Linked DNA regions of Gasterosteus aculeatus: region 1 is linked to region 2. A link is a contact called in public Hi-C data. All regions are on one chromosome and are shown on one strand. The core of a region is the stretch at or near the end of the contact, and the rest is flanking DNA. Distances in the headings are between cores, read along the strand shown.

Evidence for each region. Hi-C and Micro-C count contacts between places; a contact is called where the count stands out from the background.
Region 1: a Hi-C map of liver shows a contact between it and region 2, with 2.0 times the contacts expected there. The contact joins the enhancer-like site here to the promoter of fli1 in region 2. A contact is called at or near these places in 6 of 6 Hi-C or Micro-C datasets (blood and trunk muscle, liver, skeletal muscle and 2 more).

Annotation. Positions count from the first base shown.
Region 1 is chr1:4,307,338-4,313,704 of fGasAcu3.hap1.1, forward strand. LOC144411461 (a long non-coding RNA gene) reads right to left here. Exons shown (of 3, transcript XR_013468636.1): 2 at 5,489-5,576; 3 at 338-1,311. Among protein-coding and RNA genes, the nearest start is that of LOC144411461, 4.9 kb to the right of the region's middle. Within about 2 kb of position 3,439, at least 3 of the 9 cell types and tissues checked have open chromatin away from gene starts, as enhancers often do.
Region 2 is chr1:4,245,118-4,251,328 of fGasAcu3.hap1.1, forward strand. fli1 (Fli-1 proto-oncogene, ETS transcription factor) reads right to left here and starts at 3,079. Exons shown (of 9, transcript XM_078108346.1): 1 at 2,916-3,079. The coding sequence starts at 3,064.

The DNA.
Region 1 (6,367 bases), core at 2,189-4,688, 63 kb after region 2:
TTAATCAAGGATTTACCAAACCACCCTTGGGATGACTACTTGTCGGCCGCACAAACAGGAAGTGGAGAAGAGGTCACTGACTGAAAGGAGGAAGTGCTGGCAAACAGCAACAACACAAGAGGAGGAAACCCCCCCGCGGTATAAATAGGAACAGAACCCTGCAGTGTGGCGTTCGGGGTCACGACCGCGAGGACGAGAGACAATAGGGGAGCAAGGCCGCTGGCCGACCAGCGCAGGTGTGATGCGTCTGCGTGACTGAGATTACAGAACCTCCGGGGGTCATGGGAGACGTGAGCAGGCCGTCGCGTAACAGGACCAAAGTGCAACGGGAACAAAGAGAGGAGAGAGTTATGAGGATTGTTCAGGGAGAAACAAAAACAGCTTGTTGCGTTTTGGTTTTAATGGTTTCGGTTCTGGTCGATGAACACAAAGAGTCCAGACGTGGAACAGGTCGCCGCGTCCGAGGGAGAACGGATGAATTGTTCATTACGAACTCGTTGGGTTGAAACTCGTTGGTTTTGTCTGCATGATTCATTAGAGTGCAGCCAGACACTTCCCGGAGGAAATCCTCAGGCCAGACACAACAGTGCAATTATTATCACGGTGTAACATCTGCTTACGTTGTGTTTGCAAAAAGACAGACACATTGTTACTTGTGTCAACAATTTAGACACAACTTATTCAAGTGTAAGATGTGTTTGTTGTAGACGAAGCAGCAGAACTTGAAGCCAAGACGATGATTTGGCTCGAAAGGTGCTCGGCCGTGGCTTCAGGTCGAGTTCCAGACCCTCTTGTGTCTCCCTCTGTTTCTCTCTCCTCCTGTCATCCTCGTCCCTGTAAATGTGTGTGTCTCTTTCTGTCCTTTCTCCAGTCCACCTGTTTGGCTCAACTCCCTCCGTCCCAGCGACACATCCAACCGGGTCGTAGAACGTTACCTCGACTGCTGCACAGCTACGCTGAAGCCTTAGTTAGTTACATTCCCTTCGTGTTGTTGCACCTTAACTACCTCAGACTGCCCCCCCCCCCCCTCCCTCCCCCCCCCCCTCGTCCAGCCTCGTCTCCGTAAAGCTTCTCCAAACAGACACCGGGGGCAATGAGTGTTAATGTGCTCTATGTATTTGCATCAGAGACGGTTTTAATCTATTGAACTTGTGTAGGAACCATAGACCCCAAATGCCTCCCCCCCACCCCCCCCCCAAAAAAATATCCTGAATATAAAGAGAAAATCTTCAAAATAACATCACTTACTGTCGGAGGGGGGAGGGAGGGGGTGAGGTGTCAAATTGGGATGACGGAGGAGACAAATCACACCTGTGGGAACAGAATAACTGTTATCATGAGAGGCATGTCGTCGGATAGAAAATGACAAGTGTAATTTTGACATAATAAGCAGCGTTTTTTGGGGGCTTGCAGCAGATCACACATCAATTACAACGTTTGGATGGACGTTGACAGGTTCAAATGTGCTACATAAGCAGATGATGCTTGGAGATAATGGGAAATTTCTCTGAGCTGACACCGTCAAAAAAGATAAATTGTTGGGTCAGTAAAAGGGCTGAAGCGAAAGCTGAATACTTAGCTGACGAGCATGCATATATTTAAATGATTAGAAGTGCACTTTCCCTCCTGCAATCCATCATGGTGTATCGAAGGTGGTTGGGTGAGTGACATCTCTGAAATCAAGTAAAAAGCTACTGATGACTCCATTCAGACATACAGGTCGGTGTTCATTGTCAGTCACGTGACGATGTAATAATCTATGCACCGTATGCGCTAATTTGGCCACGTATATTTCCAACGTGAAACCCCTGGTATCCAGGCTGGACGGGCCACAGCGGGCTAAGCCAAGGGAGCATGTGACACGCAGGGCTTAGGGCAGCGCCCGAGGCCTTTCACCCCGGAGCTGTTAACAGTCAGGCCTGTGATCCCAAGGCCCCCCGTTAAAGACCCCCTTGGGTTTAGGACTGTAACTAGAGAGTTGGAATAACACAGGACGAAGACACCACGCAGCGGGGCCTCATGTGGCGTGGTGGGCTCAAACCCTCCCACCCCCACCCCCGCGCTCAGGGCCCGGAGAGAGGTCACAGGGCAGGAGAACTCTTTTCCCCCCCCTCCTCTCTCTCTCAAACATGCATCGGCCGGGCAGCGGGAGGTCAAAGGGAGGCGGACTCCCTGGGGCCTGCGCTGGGTGGACACAGTGGCTAAGGTCAAAAGAGCCCCCCCCCCTCCGCCCCCCTGTTTCAAGACATTTATCACGGGATGCCTTGAATGTGTGACAGAGCAAGCGAGAGAGGGCGGCCTATCGGTGAGCACGCACGTGAACGCCAGCGCGCATCTGTCGGACGCACCCAAAGCGCCCGGTACCTCTGATGTGAAGGTAAAACAGAAAGGTAATGTTCTCGTGTGGCGGAAATAAGTCGCATGCACGTAATTTGCTCATTCATAAAGTGTGAAAAACAATGGACTTATAAGATATACTTCACCAGATGGTGAGTTACATTGAGAAGAGGCCGTCTCACAATGTCGCATCTGTCATGTAAATGGGTGGTAAGCGTGGATTGCTCTCGGTTTCATGTCACAGATGGAGGCTTGTGACGTTTGTGAGGTCTAATCCGACCGGTTTACCTGTCAGCTCAAACCCAACCAGCAGTGGAAAAATTAAAAGGTCAAGTTGAGCGGCGGTTGAATCGCGGCACACAACTTTGGTAACCTGTTTCTTTTTCCCCCGTGTGTCGGATTTTCTTAAATTACTTTTTTTTTTTAATCTCACACCTTCAAGGGAGGTAGGCAAACAAATGCTATGGATCCCATGGGTGTGAAGCTCAGCGAACCGCACTTGCTCGTCTCAGCTCGGGGCTGCGTATTTCTGTCCCTTCTGAAGATGCAAAGGTAGCATGCGAGACATGCGACACACATCAGCACACACACACACACACACACACACACAAACGGGGTTACTTAAGCACACAGCACTCTGCAACAAAGCAACCCAAAATAACAGACACCTGTTGCTCAAACCACAATGTCTACAGTGAAGCCAAATTAGAGCGTTTCCTTGGCAACAATAATTTCAATCACAAGCCGCAAAAGCGGCCTAGAAAAAAAACCCTTCACTTAAATGTTGCTGCTATATGAGACACCGGCAAACAATGAACTAGTATGTGTGCGCACACATGCTCAAATCCCCTTTTGTCAGAGTTGATGTCCAATGAAACATTTAATGATGAGTGATGGCAGACCTCGGAGCCGACTCGGCTGTTCGAGGGCCAAAGGAGACCGCGTTAACCATTAGTGCCTGCAGGATTATTGCAAAGTTGATTGCCAGGATTTCAGTGAAGGGCGGCAAAAGAAAAAAAAAATCACCCTTGCAGCAGACCTCTACATCAGAAACTATTGTGTGCCTGAGACTGTGGTGTTACAAGTGTAACAAGGGCTCCCCTAGTGGTGCCCAACAGAACTTCATTATGTGACTTTTCAGGGGGCTCCGATACAGTAACAGCTCCCAAGAGACAAACACTAACGACTTGAACGTGTCTAATTACGGGGAACACAGTTTAGGGGATTCATTCTCATAGTTACCGGTGTATGTAGGAAAACAAAAATAAAGACATACATATACATTTTACACTTTAGCGTTCCCTTGCACAGCTGAAAGAATCGCACGACTAATACACCCATCAAGTAAGTAAATACACACGCGAGAAATGTATTTACCCGTCAACATCCAAATCCTCTCAATAGATGGATCGGGAGAAAGGCAATAAAAAGCACATTTAAGCAGCAGCATGACTGATGACATGAATTTGTATTGAGCCAAAGTGGGTAACTCAATACTAGGAGGGGGCTCCTAATGTTTTCTACCCATATGTGTCCATGTGAACTAACATGGGGGTGTGTGAATGCAAGAAGGGGGCCGGTGGTCTGAGGAGCCTCACTTCTTCACAAAAGAAAGCCTAATCGGAAGCACATGTGTTGCACTGTGCAGCAGTAGGATGGCCGAAGGGTACCGGTTCGCTGTTGGGAGTGAGGGTGTCACTGATGGGAGAAAGAGAAGGAGAACCCCCCGTCCCCCCCTCACCCCCCCTAAAAAAAAACGTTTGTAGGGGGTGGGAGGGCATGAGAATGTAAACCCTGATGTAAGTGAGGCGATTTTAAACAAGCATGGGAACACAAATGGGTGGGAGGGAGGGGAAAGGTTGTGTGAGTCCGACGCACAAAGTGCTACTATAAATAAATGTCCTCTTTCCTTGTCTCCGTCTCCACTGTCACCATGAGCACCGTGATGTACAGCTATCTAGCATCTGAAACGTGCGTCAACACGACATCTGTCAATACACGAGTGGCCCAAATATCACCAGTACAGGTTTACACCAGTCGTGTTGTTGTGTCTTCCTTTCTTCCATTAGTGGTCCTCATGGCCCATTGTTTAGTCTTAAAGTCTATGAAGGAACATGGATTGGTGTTGTCATTATGATCCACAGTCATAGTACTCCTCTAACATTATTCTCCTTCTCAACATATCGACCAGTGACGTTTGGACTTTCTTGGTCCCGTCTGGTTTTGGGGGGGACACATTAAGCTACCGTACCGTGGGTCCTTCATTTGAACGGTTTAATTCCAGCTCTCAACCCTCCCGCCCCAACACTGCAATAACGGACGGACGTGAGAACAAAAGGCCGTGATACTGACAACATATATGCCTCCGTGGCTCAGTAAGATTTATACACTTTCATAAAAATGGGCCCTAAATGTCTGGGCTCAGGGCCCGATATCCCATCCTGGTGTTTGGATCGCAGCCAAGAAAATAATGTCCGAGCAAAGAGAGGCAAACTGTTTTTTTTTTTTATTCATTACTATAAATAACCAAGGGCAGGCAGGTGATGGAAGGATAGCGAAAAGACAGCAAAAGAGGAAGAAAAGAGCACGAGAAAGTGGGAGAAACAGGAGAATAAAAGCTGAAAGGGAGATAAAGGTCTTGGGGAGGAGCTCGGAAGGACACCCTATAAGGCGTGAAAAAAACAAAGGTTACATGTCTTCTCTCCAACTCTCCCTTCATCCACAGACGATTGCCCCCCCCCCCCCCCCGTCTCGTTCGGCTCTGGCAGCACCTGGATTCTGGGTCTCATCAGAGCTACCTGTCTGGGATAAAACCAGGACCTGTTACCCCTCAGTGTCAGATGACCGAGCGCTGCCTCGCTCTCTTTCTCTCTCTCTCTCAATCTCTCCCGCACCACCAGCGACCGACACACACACACACACACACACACACACACACCTTGAGTCTTTAATAGAAACCAGCTGGGCTCTCAAGGCCGTGCCGCGGGCCAGACAGGCCCATTCATAACCCTGGAGTGAGTTTTAATGAAGGTGGGTCCTGGGGAAATGATGAAAGAGGGGGGAGACGGTTGACTCCTTTTCCCTTACTCTCTCTGTACCTTCAAACCAATGAACGCACTGCACCCATTGGCGGTGTGGGCGAGAAGCTCACCATTGATCCATTTGTTCCAATGTGAGCTTCTGTTTCCTGGCTTCCTCAGCTTGCTGCCCTTTTTGCACACAGCGACAGCGTGCAGGTCCTGATAGGATGAGGACACAGATTAGGGATCAGACGTGAGAGCATTTAGATCTACACAACTTCGCACTCGTATAGGTTCCGATTTCTTTGCCCCCATTACTTTGGCGGTGATGCTAATGGACGTGAAAGCAGGCTAAGTGATTGTAATATTAAAAAGTATGTTCTGCACTCTTCAATGACTTGTTCATATACACCATATATATATATATATATATATATGAATGCAAGGGCCAACCCATTACTGAGCTGAAACCTGACACCACACGGTAGGTCCCCAACAGCTACACTTTTGGGGACGGTCCACTCTCAAGGACGTGCCCATTTTCAGCATTTATTATAGTGTCAATTATCTCTCTGTAGGAGGGTGATTATGCACATTTTCATATCGTGATTTCAGGGCAGGGGTCAAATGTGAGCTGACAAGATCAATTACACATATCTCTTCTAGGGTCAATATATAATATATATATACCTTTTACTAAGGTAAACTGCACTAAGCAGTTTTTACACAGGCGTGTTTGTACGTAGTTAAAAGAAAAGAAAAATAATAATGAATAAAGAGATCATTTTTGACCAACTTTAACGTATATTAACCCACACATTTTATGCATCCACGTGTGAGAGAGAAGGACGGTTTCAGGCAGCGGTCATCTCTGTTTTGCTTTCCTCCAGGGTTGATGGGTGATGTGTAACCTGAGCTGGAGAAGTAACGGTGAAGCAACAGCCCTTTACACCCTGAGGTCAGGCTCATGTGAGCACTAATAAAACCAGGCACCGGCACACATTCCTCTC
Region 2 (6,211 bases), core at 1,829-4,328:
TTAGAGGACGGAGTCTTTAGCCCTTCCCTCCGCGTGCAATCATTAGGAAGGCAGTGGCATGTGCCGTCACGAATGGCAGTTATATAGAGTGTGTGAGGAAGCAAATGAACGAATATTGACCTCTGCGTTTATTCAAGACCTCTAAAGTTTCAGGCCTTTCACGCCGTTCACTGTGACCTGATCATTTTCCCGATTGGATCGTGGCATCTGAAACTTTACAAAATAAAAGAGAAGGCAGAGGCACATCTTCCCTAGAACACATCCAGGGGTTTAACAGCTCGTGGGTTCATCGATTTATCGGTTTATCGAGTATTTCCTTCAATTCCTGGTCTTTGATAAATTATCAACAGCAAAAAAGAGAGAGGGCTTCCGTATAAACGTGGCACGGTATATCATTGGGGTTTTTTTTGTCCTCTGGGCTCCTGCATGCAAACGCGGGGCTCGCCTCATAAAGCTCCTCAGATGCATCCAATTTATACGCGGTAAAAAAAAAAAAGGAGCGTATAGGACACCGCATCTGCAGCCAATTAGGCGCAGGAGGACTGGTGAATAACGGCGTGAACCTCCCTCCCAGACAGCCCCGTGGGCCGGCACCCCTCTAGTGTTACATTTTAAGCATCTTACCTCGCTGTTATCCATCACAGACGAGAGCGAACCGATATTCAGCGAATGCGCATTCCATTATCTTTTTTTTTCTTTCTGTCTTCCTCGTAAAGACTAAAGCCCCTTATAGAAGAGACAGCGAAGAGGTGAGCTGACACAAGTTTATTTTTATTTTTTTTTCTCGATAGCAAAACTATTTTTCTTTTGCCACGAGTGAAGCGAATCGTTCGAACAACAAAGTGTAGCGCAAATAAATATTAACATTAACCCCAACAGCGTCGAGGCGGACGCCGCGGTTTAGTCCGCTATATCCGCCTCGCCCCCCCCCCCCCCCCCAAAAAACACCCTCGAATCGGACTGCACGGCGAAGCAAAGTGGGAAACGACGTGTTGCCATCTTGCGTGCACACCCACGCTGCAGAGTCGCCGAGCAAGACTTATTTCCACAAAAGCGACCCCCCCCCCCCCCTCACTCACCTGTCGTTTTATTTTTTTCTCTCGGTCGTTGGATCTGAATATTTCGATCGAATCAGCCCCACCGCCAAACGCTACGTAATTAAGTCCCGTGCAGGCGAAGCCCGTTTTTTTTTTTCTTCTCCCAAAGATGTTGACAGTGAGTTATTTAGAGAGAAGAAAGTGTCTGAAAAGCAGCGCCCGGGTGTATGAATGGAGACCTCGCTGCGATGCGGGAGCCGCGACCAATGAGCAGCGAGAGAAAACCTCCCCTTTGCCCGCCGCGTGAGGCCACTGAACCGCGAAATAAGGGGGAAGCACAGGGAGGGAGAGAGAGAGAGAGAGAGAGAGAGAGAGAGAGAGAGAGAGCGTCATAAATCTGCTTTATTCCATCTCCTGGTAAATGTGTAGCATAGAACTGGTTGTGTTGCTGTGTTTTTTTTTCCCCCAGTTGTTTTTGTTTTGATTGTTTTAAACAGATGTTTTTATGTCTTTGTGGTTCCGTTGGGATGCGACGTTTTACGCGCGTCGGAGCGCGCGCGCGCGCGGATCAACTGTCAGACCTTCAGAAGAACCACACGCGTCACTGCTTCCCAAGAAACGGTCCTCTCACCCCCCCCCCCCCCCCTCCCCTCCCCTCCCCTCCGCAGACGAGGTGTGTCCAGGTGTATTTTGGGGGCCCCGCGCGTGACAACGCGGAGCCTTCTGAAGGAAACGGTCATTCACCAAAGATCAAGCCCGACGTGGTGTTTGCAGAAAACACGTCGTTTTGTGTTTATTTCCACAGCTCTCCGCAGAGCGAACCGCGGTTTCCTTCGGCCACGGCGATGATACGAAAGGCACACAATGCTTTTAATAAATATCAGAGGCGTCTTTATGTGCTGACGTTCATCCACGGTGCCCGGATGGTGACACCTCCCGTAGGAATTACAACCAGCAGCAGTTCCTCCGCAGCGGGTTTGGTCTTTTCCTGCTCAGTTGACCCCACTCACTTTACTAACTTCATTTCCTTCGCACTGCTGCCCTCATCTTCGACCAAGAACACCCCCCCCCCCTCCCTCCCTCCCCCACCACCGTCAAAAAGAGGATGTGGTGCAATTCACGGTGAGGAAAGTCGCTCGACCGTAGCATTTTATAGCCTCATCAAGGTCGCCTTTTTCACCAAGAGCAACCGAGGTGAAACCGAGGAAGTTTCCTTTCTTTCTTTCTTTCTTTCTTTGCATTGGAGAGCCACACGCAAAGCACGCATGGTGATCAGTAACAATCCGCAGTCCTGCGCATCGCAACGAGCGTCTCATTAATACAAAATGAAAAAATACAAATTTGCTGCATGATGATTTTGAACCGTGTGATGTTTTCCCCTAAATACTCGGACGGAAAAAGTCTATAAGAAACCTTAATGAAAAAGCGAAATATGAGTTGTTGTTTTTTTAATTTCTTTTTACTAGGGGGTCCGGTAACAAGGTCGTCTTTCATCTCCGCCTAGACCTTCTGTTTGTGGCAGCGCTTCCTAATGCAATGATTAAAAACAACAACATTGATAACAATGTTCCCAGCACCAAACAATGGACGGAAATCCCACCATCCGTTTTGCTTAAGAAATGGCATTCATGCGCCTGCTGCGTTGCCTTCCTCAGGATACAGTAGAAGTTTTCTAACACATTTGAACAGCAAATATAAAGTACACAAAAAAAGACAAGGAAAATAAATAGATATTGTGGGGAGGTATTCTTTTAAAACATTATTAAAGACAATGGCAATAGCTCATAAGGTAAATCTACATTCAGAATGAAAGGATATGGAAAAGACCAAAAATGACAAAAATGACATCCGCGTTCATATTTGCAAGTAACTGTTTACCGGTTGCCAATGATGTTGAATTCATCCTCTGCGACTGTCCGAACATCCTGGAAACGCTCGTTCTTACGCTCCAATGCCGCCTTTATGAATAATATATTTGCAAATGCCTCACAAGTTCCGTCTGGTTGTCTCATCAACTCTTGCGGCATCCAGGGCTCCTCGTGTTTTTGCCACTGACATTACATGTGGAATACGGCTTTTGGGGGGTGGTTGCGCCTCTTGTGTGAGCCAGAGGGTTCACTATTGTCCATCGTGATTTATTAGCACACGGGCCTCAAGCCTTAACGCTGTTGACAGAATCCCCCCCCCCCCCTTTTTTTTTTTTTAGCAAACTCAATACTACTGTGCAGCAAGGCCAAACAATCTGCCATCGACAGCTCTCCTCCTGCATTCCACTGCCAGTCTCGTTTCAACGCTCCTTCCCTCGGGATTCCACCCAAAAACACTTGTGTATGAGTCGACGTGGGGCAACCCGGAGACATCTGCGATCACATCGCCTCGAGTAAATGAAGCTCCTTACTGTGAACTGTAATGAGTTATTTATTTAGTCAAAGGGGACGCGGAGAGATGATCTGGAGATGGAGATTTGGTCCAATTGCAGCCCTGTGCCCCTCTGGGAGAGGGAAAACGGGCAGCGCGGCACCGGGGGAAGGCAGGGCGCACCGACGGCTCGTGCGCAAGAGAGAAGGAAGCTCTTGACGTTTGTGTCTTGTGTTTTACGCGCAACATTTAAAACAAAGGCCTAATCAAGAAACCGGAAACTCGACGCACACATTTCACACAAGAACAACAGATTACAGGAGAGCGGTCCTGCTCTGCCCGACTTAACGAGGCACCACCCAACTACAGAATTCAAAGAATCCGTTCGGGCGAAAAAACGGCTCACGCAGGGCGCAGACAGCCGCCCGCTTATGTGTGTGTGTGTGTGTGTGTGTGTGTGTGCGCGCGGCGATAATTAGCAGGGGGAAGTATTAAATTAAAGCAAGGCATTCGTTTTACGGGGCCAGCATTTATGACGGTAATAGCATCCCTATAAATGAACGACCTCCGAATGCCTCCTGATGTGTTGCCACTCATCAGGCCCAGAGGCAACCGCTGATGCGTCCACTGTGTGACCTCATCCCCTCAGTCTTTGGGATTTCTCGCCACCGGAGAGTGTGTGTGGGTGTGTGGGAGGGGGGGTTGTGGAGGGGCATGGCGGTGTCGAGACGAGATGCGTGTTATCATGAAGGTACAATACGTTCTGGTGGAGAGCGTATTTGGAGGGCATTTGCAGCGTGTGAGAATTCCTCTTTTTCTCAGGGTGTATACGTGGATTTCCTCCACCACTTATCTTATGTCAATTCAGCTCTAAGTGTGGGCACACCCTGCCTCTGGGCGCAGACTGCGCATGGGGAGACAAGGTGCTGCCTTTACGTGGGGGGGGGGGGCAGTCATCTCTACATGAAGAACATGAGGCTGAAATAAAGCCTCTCGAAATGACTGTTCCTGTGGAAATAAGCAAGGCAAGCGAGAGCAGAGGGAAAGCAGTGCCATTTAGAGAGGCTAAATCATCCCCCCAACTATAAATCCACTGACCGCTCATCATTCAGCAGCATTTTAAAAAGCCCTTAAAGAAAAACACTGAGTGAAATGAATATGCTGTCACCTCTCATTTGGGTCTGGCCCGCCAGCTCTATAAGAAAAGTGTTGTTCCCTGGGAGGCTGCGGGCCCGAGCTGAGCTCTCAGGTTTAAGGTTTACCCCCGTCCCGCATTCTCAAGGCTTTTGAGGCCCGGGTCTCTCTCTTTTTCCTCCCCCACGCCCCCCCAGACATGTCTGACAGGCTGAACTCGATGTGGGCTGCTCACCAGACTACAAAAATCATTCATCTGTGCCGTCAGACGGTCAAATCTGGATCTAATAAGTGGGAGCTCGCCTATTGATCCTATTCATGGGGAAGGCTTGCTGCCAACTGTCACCACTGGAGGGCTCTGTGGCTCAAGCTAGGAGCGGCTCTTTGAGGACTTCGCGGGGCCCCCGAGTCGCTTGTCTGTGCTGCTGATCGGCGTCGGTAACTCAGTGTTAAAGTGCTAACTAACAGTATGAAGGAGGAAATGTGCTTGTGTTAAGATCACCATACCCGCGATCGGTGCAAAGACAACATGCTGTTTACAAACATCTGCGCTGTGTTGTTGGCTTCCTATTCCGGGTCGCCTTTGCGTGGGGGGGGGTTGCTGAGGTCAAATACCACAGCAGCACCCTCCCTGTTTCACCTGTGGCACAAACAAACACGCGAAACTGGAAACATACGACGCGGCCTGCAGCGAAGCGTCCTGCAGCGAAGCGTCCTGCAGGCCGCGGGGACGCCGCGAGGAGGGAGTCATCTGGGAGGGAGCGAGAGGGACAGTGAGTCACGGCCACTTTTTTTTTTTTGGTGTGGGGGGGGGGGGGTGTTTATGTGTGGGTGAGGGCACTACACCAAACGCCTAGGCGAAACCCACAGCATTCCACGGCGGCCCTTAAAGAGACAGAGCGCCGCTGTCGTCGTGGGTATTTGGGGAGCAAAGTGTTAACACGTGGCCGCGGGCCGCTGGAGACGCCCGGCGAGGCCCACAGAAGCCGCTAGGTGGCTCTGACAGAAGACCTCAACCAAATGGGGTTTGGGTGATTTTTTGTTTCAATTTGGCAAAGTGACAGGAGCTGATACAAAAAAGAGAAAAATACAACTTTAAAAATTTCAGGTTTGGGTTTTTAATCCAAAACCAAGCAGGCATTTAGGTTTCACTTGTGTCACGCTACCGCTTTAAAAAAAAGAAAGTTGGTAGAAGTTGAACTGCGCCTGCATTGCGGAGAGCCAGAGATAGAGGGCAGAGTTGAGCTGTGGAACGCGCGGGACAGCGGCAGGGTGTCTGTTCCCAGTAAGTTGAAAACCTTTTGAGTTGACAGATGCGGAACGCTTGGTCCGTTAACTCCGTTTAACTTAAAGAAACCACACATTTCTAAAGTCGCAGGAAGTTGCTTTTCTAATATTCTTAGTTATTATCATCCACAATGTGACAAACGTCTTCACGAAACATGACGTGTGTGTACAACTCCACGGTCAGAACTGTGAGGAGCATCTTCCATCCACAGCAAAGTGGGTGAGCGGTGAGAGAGAAAGAACATGAGAACAAGTTCTCATCTTGTGTGGGTGTGAGGGAGCGAGGTGAGAGCTCGGCCAATCGGGTGGTTATAGAGAAAGGCCGAGGCTGCCGTCTAGTGTGTGAGAGCAAAAAATGAAGTGTGTGAGCGCGGGCGTGTCCTACAGAGAGGATG